Linked DNA regions of Mus musculus: region 1 is linked to region 2. A link is a contact called in public Hi-C data. All regions are on one chromosome and are shown on one strand. Each heading gives the region's core, a stretch centred on a gene start, on an enhancer-like site or on the middle of the called end of the contact. The rest is flanking DNA. Distances are from core to core; before and after follow the strand shown. Region 1 has its middle 30 kb from the start of Mgme1. Region 2 overlaps Banf2os (a long non-coding RNA gene).

Evidence for each region. A called contact is a pair of places that touch in the nucleus more often than the background predicts.
Region 1: a Hi-C map of bone marrow-derived macrophages shows a contact between it and region 2, with 2.3 times the contacts expected there. The contact joins two enhancer-like sites. A contact is called at or near these places in 4 of 484 Hi-C or Micro-C datasets (bone marrow-derived macrophages, macrophages, nephron progenitors and 1 more) and 2 of 115 datasets of contacts at active chromatin or transcription factors (bone marrow-derived macrophages and pancreatic cancer cells).

The regions. Positions count from the first base shown.
Region 1 is chr2:144,298,350-144,303,522 of GRCm38.p6, forward strand. No RefSeq gene overlaps it. Among named protein-coding and RNA genes, the nearest start is that of Mgme1, 30 kb to the left of the region's middle. Within about 2 kb of position 2,587, at least 68 of the 459 cell types and tissues checked have an H3K27ac peak or open chromatin away from gene starts, as enhancers often do. A contact at or near this core is called in bone marrow-derived macrophages and regulatory T cells, where this site is marked.
Region 2 is chr2:144,170,957-144,176,397 of GRCm38.p6, forward strand. All of the region lies in intron 2 of Banf2os (a long non-coding RNA gene), which reads right to left. Gm5535 (predicted gene 5535) reads right to left here. Exons shown (of 4, transcript NR_136884.1): 3 at 3,571-3,788; 4 at 2,194-3,447. Among named protein-coding and RNA genes, the nearest start is that of Gm5535, 16 kb to the right of the region's middle. Within about 2 kb of position 1,660, at least 193 of the 459 cell types and tissues checked have an H3K27ac peak or open chromatin away from gene starts, as enhancers often do. A contact at or near this core is called in bone marrow-derived macrophages and regulatory T cells, where this site is marked.

The DNA.
Region 1 (5,173 bases), core at 1,337-3,836, 130 kb after region 2:
ACAGCCAGGGCTATACAAAGAAACTCTGTCTCAACCCCCCCACCACCACCAAAAAAAAGAGCCGTTCCCCAACTCAGAAGGGGTGAGTTTCCTTCCCTAGAGTATGGGCTGGACATGGATCATATCTCTTACAGAAAACAGCAGGATTGCCAGGCTTGGTAGCATATACCTTTACTCCCAGGGCTTAGTACTCAAAGTCAGAGGCAGGAGATCTCTGTGAGTTCCAGGCCAGCCAGAGCTACAGAGCAAGACCCTGTCTCAAATGAATAAATGAATAAATAAATAAATAAATAAAGTACCTGGACTAGCAAACTACAGTAATCTATAATTCAGCACCTGCATTAAAACTCACCCTAGCAAGCAGGGCGGGGTGGCTCACATTTGTAATCCCAGCCCTAGGCTAAGGCAGGAATATCACTCAAGGCCAACCTGGGCTGCCTAGTAAGAGCCTGTCAAGAGACAGAAAGGGCTAGGCAGTGGTGGCACACGCCTTTAATCCCAGTACTTGGGAGGCAGAGGCAGAGGCAGGTGGATTTCTGAGTTCAAGGCCACTACAGAGTGAGTTCCAGGACAGCCAGGGCAATGCATAGAAACCCTGTCTCAAAAAACAAACAAACAAACAAAAACAAAAAACAAAACAAAAAAACAACAACAGAGACAGAAAGCTTGGGAGAGATGACTCAGAGAGGTTAGGAGCACTGCACTGCTATTCGGAAGGTCTTGAGTTCAAATCCCACAACCACATGGTGGCTTCCAACTATCTATAATGAGATCTGGCGCCACCTTCTGGTGTGCAGGCATATATGCAGACAGAACACTGCATACATAATACATTAATTTTTAAAAGAGAAAAAGAATGGGAGACGCCATCCTCATCCCCATTCGGCAGCCAGCACTGACCACCAGATGGGCGACTGGTAGTCTTCAGACCGCTCCAGGGTCCAGCCTTAGAATCTCCCATCTGAAGGACAGAGAAAGCCCCCCCCCCCCCCCCCCCCCCCCCGCACATGCACTAGACCTTGTCGAAACCCTGACCCACAGAATCTCCAAGTTAGGCTCAGCTAGTTACCCAGTCGTAGGAACTGACCACTTCATTCAGTTCCTCTATCCAGCTTGAGATAAATTGTTTTTTTACTTATTTATCTGTTATCTGTCTCCACCTTACAGAAGCAGGGATTAGCCCGGCATGGTGGCCCGTGTCTACAATTCCAGTGCCTGGGAGGCTGAGACAGCAAGACTGGCACAAGTTCAAGGTTACCTCAGCTAGGTAGAGACTTCCAGACTAGCATGGGGGTGGGTGGGGAGAGTGGGGGGTGGGGGTGGGGGACTTATACCTCCAACCAAGCAAACTAAACAAAATAAAACAAAACAAAGGACACTGGTCTATTTTTTTCTAGCCTTAGTATCTAGAAAAGTCCCTAGCATAGCATGGGCACTTGGAAAATATTTGTTGAACAAATGAATCCTTGCTAATTAAAGAAAACTGCTCCGTACTATAATCCGCACACCTTCTGCTAAGGCATGTGACCTTTTCCTGAAGAAAGTGTTCTCTGCTGTGTTTTGGACTAGCTCCCTGCTAAAAAATATCTCTTGTCAGCCATCTGGAAAATGATAAAGTTGGATGCATACCTCCCACTATACCCCAGGAAATAGTCCAAACAGATCAAAGATTTAGATGCGATAAGACGAAGCTGTTACAGTCCTAGAAAAAATGCATGGCAGAATCCCGATGTAATTTTGGAGCCACAAGGCCTTTCTACCAGGGACTTGACCTTCTGCAGAAGGCAGAGAAGAAAAAGATGGGGTCATCTCACACTACATAAAACTTCTCCGCGGGGGAAACACATTCAGCATGAATGAAAGTCAAAGCTAAATGACAACCCAGGAAGAAAAACAGCAATTGAAACCACAAAAGGGTTGAACTTCCTGGTACACCAAGCATGCAAGTAAAGAAACAGACAGAAAAATGACCAAGAAATTGGGCAGTACCCGAATGTCAGACTGCTCCCTGAAGCAGTCACATACAAATGGCTCTTGATAAGACTAGACATCCAGCCTTCCTCTCACACACAGTGAGACAAATGTCAAATCTAATGACACTGAAAAACTATTTATTTCTCTCCTATCAGATGGGCAGAGAGCCAAAACCACAGCAATACAATGTTGGCTCAGTGGCAAGGACATGTACACTCGAAGTACAAATTGGCACCATTGAGCCTTATCCACCAACTTTACAACACCCAACAACTTACAAGACCAGGGGCCAGCCTTCATGGTGTGTGTGTGTGTGTGTGTTTACAAGATCTGTACAATTCTTAGGTCAGCAGAGAGGCTAAGGGTGTAGCATAATGATAGTTTTTGCCTATCTTATGAAAGGGCCTGGGTTCTATTCCCAGAACAGGAAATAATGGAGGAAGAGGAGGAGGAGGAGGAGGAGGAGGAGGAGGAAGAGGAGGAAGTAGTTATGCAGAAAAACAGACCAATAACCAGTGGGAAGAGGGGCATTTAGGTATTACACAGAAAAGGGAACTACAAATTGCCCTTAACAAGTGAAACTGTTAGCACTGACAATTGCATTTCTGGGAATTTATCCCGAAGACAGGATTGCATTTATGTGAAATGACACATACATAAAGTTACTCACTGTAGCACTCTCTATAGGAGCAAAACATTGGAAGCTACATAAGTGTCTATTACCGGAAGACTGATAACCCGAAATACAATGCATCCACGCAACACAACACTAGACAGGGTTTTTAAATTTTATTATAGCCATTGACTCATTCATGTGTGTGTGTGTGTGTGTGTGTGTGTGTGTGTGTGCGCGCGCGCGCGCGCGCGCGAGCATGAGCCACACCATGCCTGTGGAGGGGTCAGAGAACAACTTGTGGGAGCCAGTTCTCTTTTACCACATGGCTTCCAGGAACTGAGTTCAGCTAGTCAGATTTGGTAAAAAGTGATTCATGGCTTAGACCATCTTGTTGGCTCAGCTCTGTAATGTTAGAAAATAAATTCAGGTGGTTCGGCAGCTAAGAATGTGTACTGCTCTTGCACAGGACCCAAGGCTGATCTCAGCACACATGTAAAATGGCTCACCCCTATTACTCCACTCCAGGGGATCCAAGGCTCTCTTCTGGCCTCTTCAGGCACCTGCACACACACACACACATGTGACTCTCACACACACACAAAGTATTTTAAAAGAATACATAAGTATTTACCAAAAAAACCATAAAAGTTACACACACACACACAAAAAAAAAACCAATAATACTTGCATCCTACTGGCGTTCCCTCTGTCATGTGAAATAAAATCCTCTAATCTTGTGAGGAAGAAACTAACAGCATTGGCTAACTATGGAGGAGAGCCTGGGCAGATGAGACACCAATTTTGAGGCACCACATTTCTCTACATATATTATTATAATATTTGTAAAACTTTTTGGAATGCCACAGAACTTGCAATAACTGGCATACTCCTTTAGTTCTAAAAGTAGGTTCTTTCTCAAAATGCATGCATTCTGAGGAGGGTCAAAGCCTGTGAACTTTAGCCTTTTTTTTTTAAAATAACCTCTGAGATCCATCAGTCTGATCCTGTTGCCCCACCCTGGAGACCTAAGTGAACCAGCCCCTATGTGCTCTGTGCATTGGTTACAAGAGCTCACAGCTGCTGTTACTGAAAATGCCTAGAAGTCATGCCTTGCGTGTCAGTCACATGTGTTAAGTGGCCCCTGGCTTCAGGAAGCACTTCTAAGTGCTACTCACACCACAGACTAATAAGTAAGTCAGGGAGCTGAGAAGATAGTCCAGTGAGTTAAATATCAATGTTGAACAATCCTGAGGACCTGAGTTCAAATCCAGCTTCTATGTAACATGCTAGGTATGGTGATATGAAGTGAAAATCTGATCACTGGGGACACAAATCCAGGTGGATCACCAGAGTTTACTGGCTAGCCACAAGTCCCAATGAAAGAATTTATCTTCAAAAATAAGACACTTGAAGAACAATGCCTGAGGTTTACCCCAGGCCTAGACATACATACCTCCAAAATACTCAACTGATTTCTAAAAACATTTTTTGAAATAATTTATTTATTTCTTTAAGATGTATTTATTTAATGTATGTGAGTACACTGTCACTCTCTTCAGATACACCAGAAGAGGGCATCAGATCCCATTACAGATGGTTGTGAGCCAACACGTGGTTGCTGGGAGTTGAACTCAGGACCTTGGAAGGTCAGTGTTCTTAGACACTGAGCCATCTCTCCAGTCCTAACTTATTTATCTTTATTTTGTGTGCATTGTATTTTGCCTGCATATGTCTGTGTGAGGGTGTTGGATCCCCTGGAGCATCCTTGTTAGAGTTGCCTGAATTTTTTTTTTTTTTTTTTTAATTTGAGCCGGGTGGTAGTGATGGCACTGGCCTTTATTCCTAATGCTAGGGAGGCAGAGACAGAAGGATCTTCATGAGTTCAAGGCCAGCCTAGTCTGCTCAGATGCTCAAAGATAGAGGACAGTGACTGGTGGTTCATGGCTGTAAACCTAGCTGCTTGGGAGACTCGGGCAGAAGGATTACAAATTCATGAGCACATAGCAAGATCCCATCTCAATGTCTAAGAATCCAGAAAAGATGGAGAGAAAGATAAGACAATGCCATTTCTTGAGCACTGTATCTGCCCATCTTGAAACTGGAACTTTTTAAACATGTTGTGTGTATGGGGGAGGGTGTGTAGGTGCCACAGCATACAGTACTTATGGATGTTCAAGGACAGCTTGGCGGAGTCAGCTCTCTACTGTGTGGGCCGTTGAGGGTAAACTTCGGTGTCTGGCTTGGCAACAAGCACTTTGTACCTCTTGAGCCATCTCAGAGGTCCAGAGCTTTTAGCTTTTCAGCCCTGATTCCAACAGGGATGTTTCTTGGTCATGAAGGTAGTATGAAAACCACTGCTAATGCCATTCAAAGCTGTGTTTCTGCCATCTGCAACCATACAAACTGTTTAATAAAAACTAGACTAAGGAGAACGTTACCTTCATCACAGTTCCTATGTGATACCAGAGGCAGCCAGCTACACACTTCCAGCCAGGGCAGCTCAGTTTTGTCTCCACCAGCTGTGTAAACGGGGGAATGCAAGACTTGTGACAAGAGCTACGAACACATGCATGCATGTCAGCA
Region 2 (5,441 bases), core at 410-2,909:
CCTATATATGTCTTCTTTGGCCAGCCATTGAGGTCAGAGCCAGCTCTACTGGACTGCCTCACTGCCGCCTAGGTGGCCCTTGTTGGTACTGGGTAGCGCTAGACACAGAGTGGATTCGGAGCCAGAAGCTCGAGGACATGAATGACATTCTCTGCTGCTATGTGTTCTTTGCTGCATGTTTGGTTTACTCCCACGTCTGGTCTGGCCTCAGCCTGCTTCCCTTGGGCCTCCCGCACACATCTGGAGGCACCACCAGCTTGTCTGGGGTCTGACTGGTCCAAGATAGGCTCTGATAGGGAGGTTGTTTACTCCCTGTCTTCTTGTCCTCCAGCAGGCCGGCCATCTGAGGCAGGTTATATGGAAACCTGTTGGGCCTCTTGGGCCATAGGCTTGCCTCTGCCACCTTCTGTTAGCCAAATCATAAGGGCTCCAGCTTCAAGAAGTAGGAAATAAGACTTCATCTGTCCCTCGGAAGAAGGGTTGTGTTTGAACTCTGAACCCGGGGAAGTGGTACACACCTGTACGGTATACTAGTGAAGCTAGAAAGGGCTGGCCTGTGCTACCATAGAAACCTTGTCTGAAAAAGAGAACGGAGGGAGCAAGCTGTAAAAGGGTTTGACCCTCAGGAAAATAGGTATAGGCATTGTTGCTAACAATCTACCAGAGACCTTCTAGGCATCACCGTCCAGGGAAGATTCAACTGTAAATTGCCATAGAAAAAGTCCTCTGAAACTTTTGGCCATCAAAGTTACATGGTGAGAACATTCAGATATGTTCAGCCCTTGGTGTCAAGGAGCACTGGTTACAGGACATCCAAATGCAGGGATGCTCAAACCTCTTATGGAAATGATAGTGGTGCCTGCTGGGATAGCTCAGCATCAAAGGCATTTGTCCTTGCTGTTGAACAAGGTCCACAAACCGGGATTCAACCCCTATAATTGACATGGTTGTCCACTGACAGTCTCTGACGCTTATGCTATGTCACCTGCATGAGTACGCCACACACACACACACACACACACACACACATCACACACACACACACACATCACACACACACACATCACACACACTCAAATTATTAAAACAGTGACATCCTTGTATATTACCTACCACCATATTTTAAACCATCTCTAGATGACTCATATCACCTAGTCCAATGTCAGTGCTATGAAAATGGTTGTTAAACTGTACTGTTTAGAGGGAAATGACAAGAAAAACGTCTATATGTATTTGGTAGAGATGTTTTTAATCCTCTGTTGCTAGAATCTGTGGATACAGAGGCACACTGTCTTCTTTGATGACTGTCACGATAGTTGGAGCAGGCAGAATCCCATCAGAGAAACAGAGCCAAGGCTGAACAGTTCAATAATGAATTAACACAATAGCCTAGCTAAAAGATGACAGACCAGCTAGAAACCTGAATCGGAGGACTTAGAACCCAGAGATTGTAATCTGCTCGAAACTGCTGCTTCCTCGGGCTGAAGGCACAAAGGAGAAGGGAGTAGTGTCTCCAGCTGGAACCTGGAACTGAGGAGGAGGAGACCACCACCCTCAGCAGAGATGGTTGGAGCAGACCCACCTCCCACCTCTGCTTCTCCCTCCCTCAGAGCGCCAATCCTCTGCTGCTGTCTCCCATTGGCTGCGCCCACCAGGAAAACAGTGATTCAGGGATTCTGGGAAATGTAGTCCAAAGAGTTCGGGGCCCTGCAAGCAGGCAGTGTATCCTTACTCCCAGCCTAAGGAGAGAAATATCAAGTTCACTGTCTCCACTGCCTACCTAAAACAGGGAGACTGGCTCCGCCAAGGCCTTTGAATATGAGATCCAGATCTCAATAAAAGGAAGAGCAGCAAGGAAGAAGGCTGTGGTGGGCTGTCCCCAACAGAAGAGAGCAGCCATGGAAAAAACGTTAAGGTTAGAAAATGACCTGTGGCCTGAAGAACAGGTTGGCTAACCGCTTCCCCCCCCCCCCATCCTCCCCCAACCCCCCTCCCCCGCCCCCTTCGCATCAGTTCTTGAGCGATCTGACCTGGAACCTCACTCTAGCAGAGAAACTGATGTCTGCTGCAGGCTCCAAACCATTGTTTCAGTCTATCCTGCCACAACCCTCTACACTAAGCACCAAAGATGTTCCTATATATAACCCCCAAGAAAAGTTTTATAGGGAAAAATAGAAAATGCACCAAAGTTCTGAGCATATGCATATTATCTATCTATAGATAGATAGTAGATGTGTATATGCATACATATATTATACACACACATTATATTATGCATACAGACACATATATAAACTGTGGCACCATCTGAGTGTGGTACCATCACTGCATCCATGTTATCACAGTGGGTACGCAGCAATGGAACCAAATTTACACACACCTCCATCTGTAGCACTGGTGCCTTCAGACTTGTGGGAAACAGCCTATGGATAAGGGAGAGAGCAAAGGAAGAGAGTAGGAAGATAGAACTCTCTTGTCTTCCCCATGTTACACAGACTATCAGAGGGGTTGGGTCATTTACTCAAGGTCCCCCAGATGGCTAAAGAGAAACCACAGGGCCCCCCAGAGCAGCCACAAGGCTGTTTCGAAGGCTGCTTCCCCTGATCTAGAGTGCCCTTTTGCCACCAGGGAGTTTCGACAGCTCAAACCTAGAGGGCAGAATGGGTGGAGTTCCAGTTTTTCAGATATCCTTTCCCAGGATACAGGCAAGGATGCTCCAGCCAAAAGTACAGGCGTATTGAGTCTATTTTAAGGTCTGGGTGTCTTTCTCTTCTCCATCCTCAATACATTAGGATGTTTTTGTTCAACGAAAATAATAAAACCATTTTGCAGGGAAAGAAAAATAGGCGACTCAACAGTTTCCTGCTCTTGTCTGTACATTTCCTGGAAAGGGCGACGGAGTCTTCATGGGTGGGGGTGGGGCAGTTCCAACCCCAGGCGTGATGACACAGGCAAAGTCAAAGACCAGGCCAGGTCAGGTCTGATCAGTGTCCACATCCTGTGTGACTCTTCCATGGGATCCTGCTCTCTGGGCTCCTTCCCTGTTGTCTCAGCAAGAGCCTAAGGTTTCTCTTTCTTGTAGAAGAAAGGTTTCTTCTTCATTATAGCTGCTTCCTCCACACCCACCTTGTCAGCAATTTAAACATGTCAGGGTTCCTGTGGGCTCTTTAGGGTGTGGTAAGAATCTTCCAGAAGACTGGAGCTAGGGGGGGCCGATTTTGCTAAAGTCCTTGTCTGACAGTAGAGAACAAGCTGCCATCTTTACTTCACTCTGAGATGGGTAATCCAGCCAGAAGCTAAACTCCTAATAAGTACAAGGATGGGCTAGGCATGGTGACACATACCTCTAATCCCAACACTAGAAGGCAGAGGCAGTAGGATCTCCGTGAGTTCGAGGCCAGTTGATCTGTATCTCGGGAGCCAGGAGAGCCAGGACCACAAACAGACCTTGTCTCAAAAGACAAAAACAAAACAATAAATGTAAGAATGCTTTATCAGCTAGCTTCTGCTTTCTAAACAACAGTAACCACAAAATGCAAAAATTTTAGTGGTTAGAACATAATAGCTTACAATCAGCCATGCAGGTCGGGCTTGGCTGGGTGACTCCTTTGCTCCCAGCTGACTCACTTGGGTATCTTTGGCCTGTTACTGGGCTCTTGTGGACTAGCTGGTCTGGGATCACTGGTGAGAAATGGTGCGTCTCTGCTTCCCACAATGTGGCTCTCTGCAGGATGGTGTAAGCATGGTAGTCTGGGCTTCCTACAGGAGAACTGGCAGAAGTCCAAAGCCTAAGAGAAGCACATTAAGAGGCAGGGTCTCTGGAGATCCAGGCTTAGAGCTTCCTGAAGTCGCTCCTTCCCTATTCCAACTCCAGTCAATGAAGGGACAGCCCCAGTTCTTTACCAAAGTCAAGTCTCCAAGAAGCATTAGATACAGGGAGCAGGGAAGGAACGTCAGCAGGTCTGCTTGAAAAGGCTTTCCCTGACTCCCATTCTGACTCTTTCTAGAACAAAGCAAGGGCTTTAGAAGAGAACTCCATCCTACTCACTCCCCCACCCCTAAAAAAAAAAAAAAAAAAAAAAAAAAAAGTCAGAATGGAATATTATCTCCAAGGGTTTGTAGCTAGGCACACCTACTAAGTGCAAACATTTAAGAAGATCCAGGACCAGCAAGCTGGTTTACTAACTCTGCCTCAAGAGAGCCTGCCTTCACCTTTATAAATCATTACATGATTTATAAATGACATGTAAATCATTCTAGCTTGACAGTGACCATGGTGGGAATATTTACACCTTGGGATCTGTCTGGCTCAATGCATCAGGTGCTTTTTTTTTTCTCCCAGACAGCTGTTCTCCCAGCATACCACTACCTGTAAGCCAAGCAAACATTACCTTCTTCAAATGGGTGGGCAAGACAGCCCAATATACCGTGAAAAAAATCGTAAGCCACCGATCAGATATGATGATGTCAATTCACAGTTGAACTGAGATGAACTGAACATGGAGCGTCTCAGGGAGAAAAAAAAAAACTCAGGGTCCCCACAGGGTAAAAATGAGGACACGCATCACAAGGAGGTAGCCTTTTGAGCTAGACCTTGGAGAAATAAAGACAGCCACAGCCAAGAGTGAAAGGGGAGCTTGCACCCGGGAATAGGACAGGTAAAGGCAGAGAAGGTTCTCAGACCTCAGAGGCTTCATTTCGTGAGAGAGAACTCTACCCAAAAAGTCCTTGAATTTTAGTCTGTCTTTAGAGCCTAAGGCACCCGGAGTTTATAGCTTCTCCCCACTTTGGCATGAAGCAAGCCCAGGAACATCCATGACATGGCCATACACAAGAAGCCAGTTGAGTCACTGCACACAGCTCACTACTCTATCCAGCCCTTCCCATCAGCGCTTGCTCCAGGATCTCAGAGAACAGGTACATGTGTTTCCCTGGATTTCATCCTCTTCCCATCTTGGGAACTGGCTTGCATCTGGATTTGACCTGAGCTTCCCCATTTACTGTGTGAGCTTGACCCCGCTGCTTAATCTTCCCTGCTTTCCAACCCAGAAAAATGGAGTGAAGCAAGAATCAGAGTTGCAAGAATTCAGAAGGAGATGGAGGCTGAATCAAAAGTGGATCCAGGGTGCAGACAGCCTGGGAGAAATGGCACTGTGGTGGGGGTGGGGGGTTGTCTTAGTCAGGGTTTCTACTCCTGCACAAACACCATGACCAAGAATCAAGTTGGGGAGGAAAGGGTTTATTCAGCTTACACTTCCACACTGCTGTTCATCACCAAAGGAAGTCAGGACTGGAACTCAAACAGGTCAGGCAGCAGGAGCTGATGCAGAGGCCATGGAGGGATGTTCTTTACTGGCTTGCTTCCTCTGGCTTGCTCAGCCTGCTCTCTTATAGAACCAAGACTTATAGAACCTGGTTCTTATAGAACCAGGGATGGCACC